Regions from separate parts of the Pelodiscus sinensis genome. Here region 1 is linked to region 2. Evidence: chromatin contacts called from public Hi-C data. All regions are on one chromosome and are shown on one strand. The core of a region is the stretch at or near the end of the contact, and the rest is flanking DNA. Distances in the headings are between cores, read along the strand shown. Region 1 holds the start of CEP152 (centrosomal protein 152). Region 2 holds the start of SECISBP2L (SECIS binding protein 2 like).

What was found. A called contact is a pair of places that touch in the nucleus more often than the background predicts.
Region 1: a contact with region 2 is called in a Hi-C map of an unstated tissue, with 6 times the contacts expected there. The contact joins the promoter of CEP152 here to the promoter of SECISBP2L in region 2. A contact is called at or near these places in 2 of 5 Hi-C or Micro-C datasets (blood and an unstated tissue).

The regions. Positions count from the first base shown.
Region 1 is chr14:22,134,580-22,138,009 of ASM4963464v1, reverse strand. CEP152 (centrosomal protein 152) reads right to left here and starts at 1,686. Exons shown (of 28, transcript XM_075897203.1): 1 at 469-1,686.
Region 2 is chr14:21,981,612-21,984,752 of ASM4963464v1, reverse strand. SECISBP2L (SECIS binding protein 2 like) reads right to left here and starts at 1,507. Exons shown (of 19, transcript XM_075897206.1): 1 at 1,162-1,507.

The DNA of each region.
Region 1 (3,430 bases), core at 437-2,936, 150 kb before region 2:
TAACCACTGGACCTAAACGCGAGCAGGTTTTAAGAATGAATCCTCAGAGTCCAGCGGCGGGGGTACAGCTCACCGCCCGGCACGCTACTGACTCCAGTGGGGGCGCGGCAGTCTTAGGGCTGCACCCCTGCGAAGATCGCGCACTCGCGGGGGGGGGAAATCGCCAGGAGGCCCCCATCGCAGAACCGCGGCACCCCAAGGACAGAGGAGACAAGCCCGCAGCCGCAGTTTGCTGCCCTCGCGCATCCCTCTCCGCGTTCCCATGGAAGCGCCGAAGGCGGGAGGTGCCCCGCTCGCTCGGCACGGCCCTAGCCACCCAGTGAACCCCCCGGCGGGTTGGGAACGGGGCTCGTGCGCCCTGCGATGGGAGCAGGGGAGACGCCGGGCCCGCGTTCAAGAGTCCGTCCCGCGGCGGGAGACTCCTACTCCGGACGGGCCTGCAGGAGCGGCGCCTTCACCGATACTCACCGGGTCCACAGGACAATACAGCTAGTCGCCGTCCATCAGATCTTTCCGGTAGCCTTCCGCGTGACAGCTTAACTTCCCTGTTGAGTGATAGCCGAATCCTCCAGCCACCGACCAGGCCACCGTTCTCCGTCTTACCACGAGGGCGGGACTTACTTGTTCCTCAAGTTCGGTTGCGCCGCAAAAGCCAGTGTTTGCAGTTTGAAAGCAGGCGCGAGAGGCCGCGGGAAGCACAGTCATTTCCTGATTGGCTCGGGATCTTAGCCAATGGCTGGTAGGGGCGGGTTATAGCGGCCCAGCAGCTGCTAGTCAATCTCTTCTCCCTGCTCTTTCTGTGCAGGGCAGGCTTCCAGCTGTGAGGGGTCATGACAGGGAGGGGTGTGTCATCTGCACACACTAAGAGATCTACCATGTATGAAAGCAACATGTGATGCCATAGCAACATGTTGCCATGTCAGGATGCCATCAAGACATGACATCACTGCAACATGACATTACATCATAGCAAGAGACCATGGCACAGGAAACAACCTTCTGCAGAAATTTGCTGGCATCATATAGAGGCTATGTTATGAGAGTTCTGAAACTGATTTTAAGGTTAGCTCTTTGAGTGCAGTTGGCTGGATGCAGCCTTCCAGGTTGACTTCCGGGTGGAGAATAAATCATTGACATTGAGTCTGGAAGTAAGTGGGACCAATTCAGATATTTTGTGGGAAGGGATCAAATTCCAGTCTTCGCCTGGAGACCACATTTGGACCCCTCTCATCTCCTTCCTTCCACTGGGACTCAAGGTCTTCCCTCAGCATAGAGTTTCCCCCTCTCAGCCACACAATGCATGAACCAGTGCCTCCAGGAGCTGAGTTCTGAATGGAATCCTCTGCATTCTGCTGTGTTAGAACACATTCCCCATGTACCAAGTCACATCATTTTGTGGCCCAGCTGCTCCTCTATCTGGACAGAGGGGACCTATCAAAATTTGAGGGGTGTTTTGATCCATTGGGAAAGATCACATTCCCACTCACAGACATTGCCTCTGTTTTCTGGGGTGGCCAGATCAAATTTCTATAATATAGCAACCACATAGGCTACGTCTACACTGGCATGATTTTCCGGAAATGCTTTTAGCAGAAAAGTTTTCCATTAAAGGCATTTTCGGAAAAGAGCGTCTAGATTGGCAGGATGCTTTTCCGCAAAAGCACTTTTTGCGGAAAAGTGTCCGTGGGCAATCTAGACGCGCTTTTCTGCAAAAAAGCCCCGATCGCCATTTTCGTGATCGGGGCTTTTTTGTGGAAAACAAATCTCTGCTGTCTACACTGGACCTTTTGTGCAAAAGTTTTTCAGAAAAAGACTTTTGCCCGAACGGAAGCAGCATAGTTTTTCCGCAAAAGCAGATGATTTTGCGGAAAAACTTGCCAGTCTAGACACAGCCATAGTGAAAGAACACTCAAGGCTGCTCCAGGATAGGTCATATTGATTTATCACAATTTTACCACTTAAGAGCTGTCAAGCCCTGGCTCCCTGGCTCCAAGTGAAACTTTGAGCAAGTACAAAAGTCTTGGGGTACATTTGCCTCCCCAATCATTGTGAATTGCTGGACATTTTTAAAGTATGTTTGGTTTTATCATCACACACACTAGACTAGTTTGAAGTGGTAAAATAACATTTAGGAATATCCCTTTATTTTCAGCACTTTCAGCCCAACACCAGTCCTTGATTCTCAGTAAACTCTGCCTGAAGAATTGATAATCAGAAGCCATGGCAAAAAACCAAACTCTCCAGCAGAAAAAAGAACTCCACAAGCCTTTCCTGTACCAATAATTTGCATAACAAAATTAATAGAAGGGTCTTCCCACATAGGAACCATTTGTTCTCCTACTAAGAAAAATACAGAATGTGTGTTACTGCACCACGGTTGACACCTTCCATAAAATATTTGTAGATCTATAAAATCATAACTGGTGTGGAAAAAGAGGAGGAAAAGTTATTTATTCATTTCCACAATATAAGAACTAAGGGTTACCAAATGAAATTAATAAGCAGCAGGTTTAAAACAAAAGGAACTCCTTGCCTGGGGATGTTATGAAGACTAGGACTCTCACAGGGTTCAAAGAAGAGCTAGATAGATTCATGGAGGTTAGGTCTATCAATGGCTGTTAGTCAGGATAGGTAGGAATGGTGTCCCTAAACTCTGTTTGTCTGGAAATGAATGACAGGAGAGGAATCACCTGATGATTACCTGTTGTGTTCCCTCCCTCTCTGGGGCATCTGTACTGGCCACTGTCAGCAGACAGGATACTGGGCTAGATGGACCTTTGGTCTGACCCAGTATGGCCATTCCTACGTTGTGTGTGTTAGTGTTACCACGACTGGACAGATTTGAACCTAGGACCTCTGGAGCTTAGTGTAGGAGCCTACAGTTTGAGTTATAAAGCCAGCTGGCTCAGAGCTCCCTTCTTATTGCTTGCTGTAAGTGCCACTTGGTCTAAGTGCCACTGGATGGGACAGTGAACCACATTAGGTGGGTTACATACTTCCCCTGGCTGAGGAAGCATATCCCAAACTTCAGAGACCCAGTTGAGATCCGAGATGGGCCCCCACTTGTAACCACCACTGCCCAGATTTGAACCTGGGAGCTGTGGAGATTAGTGTAGGATCCTCTGCAGCTTCAGCTATAAAGCCAGCAGCCGCTCAGCTTAGGCTGTAGAGCACTCTTCTTCTTAGCTCTTGCTATAGGCCATCTAAATGAAACTACATGGGACAGTGAACCACACTAGGTTTGTGGGTCACATAATAGCATGTTATTAATTGAAACAATCCACATCTTAATTTATTCAAGCAAATTTTTGTTGTTCAAGTGGAATCTGCATACACTTTGATAAGGGGACTAATATACTGTGCATTTCTAATATGGCTTCCCTGTGTACATCTGTGTCCTTCCTCGTGGGGTTTAACAACATCTTAATAA
Region 2 (3,141 bases), core at 258-2,757:
CACATCAATAAAATACTACAAAATTGTGATTGAGTGAATTTTAAAAAGGTCTTTCATTCCTGTCACAAGAGCCTAAAATAAGGTAAATTGATCAGTCTACGACCCTCCTGTTAATGAATTAGAAAAAAATTAAAAGGGAGGAGAAGAGGACTTGTTTCAGGTGTTATCTTTAATAATATGCTCCAAACCAGGGATAGAAAAAGCTAGATTGTGCCCCAAACAGAGACTTAAATCTATCCCAGAAACAAACAAGAATTTAAACAACTCTGCAGGTTTTACACACTAGGTAAATGACACATCTGTTAGTTTTGGAGATGTTTTAAAATGCCTCTCCTGATGATTTTACATACTTCAAATGAAATCTTAGTTATTCCAATTGTCCCAGCAATTTGAAACATGACAGGGAAAAAGAGCTGAGGGGAGTATCACAGCATCTTGACACAACATTATAAATATGACAAACAGAATCAACTTGCATAAACTTAAAAGAGGTGGGTAAAAAGCAACAGGATCTCACCTAGGGTATTATAGTTGCTATCTTAACACAATCCCCTGCCCTCAACCACACACTCTTCATGAGACTCTCTCCAACTTCCCGGCCCAAGAGAAGGAAAGGTTTTGTGGGGGGGAGGGGTTAAGGCCTGTGTTGTCATCCTTGTTAACGAGTGAAACGCACCCCCCCAGACAGACAAGAAAAGATCAAGTTTTCTTTTCCGTCAACAGCCGCTGGGCCAATAAAAGCCATTCCCTGCCCCGCCCTGGCCCGCTCCGGTTTTCTGGGGAACTTCTCAAGACTGAACTCCGGGCTGAGATTGTTGACGTGTGGAGCGAAAACAGCTTTTACAGCAACCCGCCCCTCCAGGCCCATACACACAAACACGCTGGCACCGCTCATCTGCCGAACGCCCAGGAGCCCCTCGCCTCCCTGCCCAGCGGCCTGGAGTGCAGGCCTGAGAGCTGCACCCAGGGCCCCCCCTCCCAGCTGAGCAGACCCAACCCCCCCTCCCCCCGGCTTACAGCTCGGTCTCCCGGCGGCCGCAAATCCCTGTTACCCCCCAGCCGCCCGCGAGCTCCCCGACCCTGGCACCCCTCGGCCCACGCCACCCTCCCCTCGTTCGTTGTTTACAGTGCGCGAGCTCGCCGCCCCCGTCCTGCCCGTACCTTGTCGGCTTTGTCCATGGCTCCTCCAGCTGAGCTGGGGAGAAGCAGCGGAATGTCAGGCTCAGCTACCTTGCTGCTACTGAGCATGCGCCAACGCTTTGCGCACGCGCACTCACGTCCCCGGAACTCCAGTACGGTCCAGTGGCCGTCGGACGCTGCCACCTGTAGAGAACCGGGGCGGGGGCGGTCGGCCGAGCGGAGACAGCACTAGGGATAGGGTGTGTCAGCGGAGGCGAGCCAAGTCCTCTTCCTCCATGGCGGCCTCCTCCCCGGCTGGCTCGCTGAGTAGCTTCTGCGTACGCTTGAGCCTCGACGGCTGACACGGAAACCAGCTCCCGGCTGCGCCAGTGATGGGCGGGGAAGTGGGGAGTCTGCGGCCCGGCTGCATTGTGTGGGACGGAAGCCGGGTGGACTCAAGCCGTGCACTACGGGTTGGCCAAGTGGCTTTGCTGGACTACCCTTGCTGGAGGCAGAGGGAGTCTAGTGGTCAGAGCACAGGACTGGGAGCCAGGACCCCACCACTCATCTCTCAGTTCTGTACGTTATTTACTCAGCAGAAGGCTCTGAGGAGTGTCTGAGTGTTTAATTCATTGAAATGCTGATGTAAGTGGTGAAAGTTGCTTCTATAGTTATTTGGAGGCACAGAAGTCCTGATCCTGCAAACCCTTAAGCATTAGTGTAGCTTTGTGTTTACAGGATTGGAGCCAATTCTTTAAATTTCTTGAAAGAATAGTGTGGTTTATAGACGTACACGCCCAAAGAAGGGCAGTTCTAGCTTTTCTATCATGCCAAAACGAAACACCCCTCAAAAAAACTAGTAAGTGGGAACTGACAGTATAGTTCAACTCACATGAAGCAGCAAGCTAGAGCTACAAATGTTATTGTAACTGTTCCTGATTGCCTTAACAAGAGGGTTTGAACTCTTGTGCTTCAGCACTGACAGCACAAGACTTTACCACTTGAGCTAATTAAATCAATTTAACAGTGAGGGAGACAACAGTGTGTGACATTCATAAGCTTATATGAGCTAGCTAGTAGTGGAGGATTATATTATGTTGACTTTTTAATTTTCATTTTATCTCATTAACTCCGTATATTACTGAGACACAGATTTTTACCACCAGCAGGTCTGCAAAGTGATCATCCTCTTTATAGCAAACTCTCTTCTTCACCATCTTTTGGTATAGGAAGTTGTCTTAATATCTATAGCAACTCCAATGGAGGTATAACCTATTCAAAGCACACTGATACCCAGAAGGAGAGAAGGGATAGTATAAGGATTTTAGAACAGTGATGTATGAAAGTGACAATTTTTTAGTAGCTGCTCGGCTTTTTTTTTTTTTTAAACATACTGTCTGTGTTTACAGTGGCATGAATTTCCAGAAATGCTTAAAACAGAACAGTTTTCCGTTATAAGTATTTCCAGAAAAAGAGCGTCTACACTGGCAGGCTGCTTTTCCGGAAAAGTCCTTTTTCCGGAAAAGCGTCTGTGGCCAATGTAGATGCGCTTTTCCGGAAAAAAGCCCCGATCGTCATTTTCGCGATCGGGGCTTTTTTCCGGAAAAGACTACTGTGCTGTCTACACTGGCCCTTTTCCGGAACAGTTTTCCGGAAAAAGGACTTTTGCCCAAGCGGGAACAGCATAGTTTTTCCAGAAAAGCAGCTGATTTCTTACAGTAAATCGTAACTGCTTTTCCGGAAATTCAAGGGGCCACTGTAGACAGCTCGCAGCTTATTCCAGAAAAGCGGCTGCTTTTCCGGAATAAGTGGCCCAGTGTAGACACAGCCACTGTGTGTAATGGAGGAGTGTGAAAAAGATTATGGAACTCTGTGGGATAATCTAGGAGGTGCACATAAGCTTGTCTGAGACTTGTGCGTGGCTGGGTAAATTGCAAAAGAAAAGGACCACATGCAGGCAGAGTTTAGGTAGAGCTAGGAAAGTCCAGAGGACTGACCAGCAGAGATGTTATGCAGACTCAA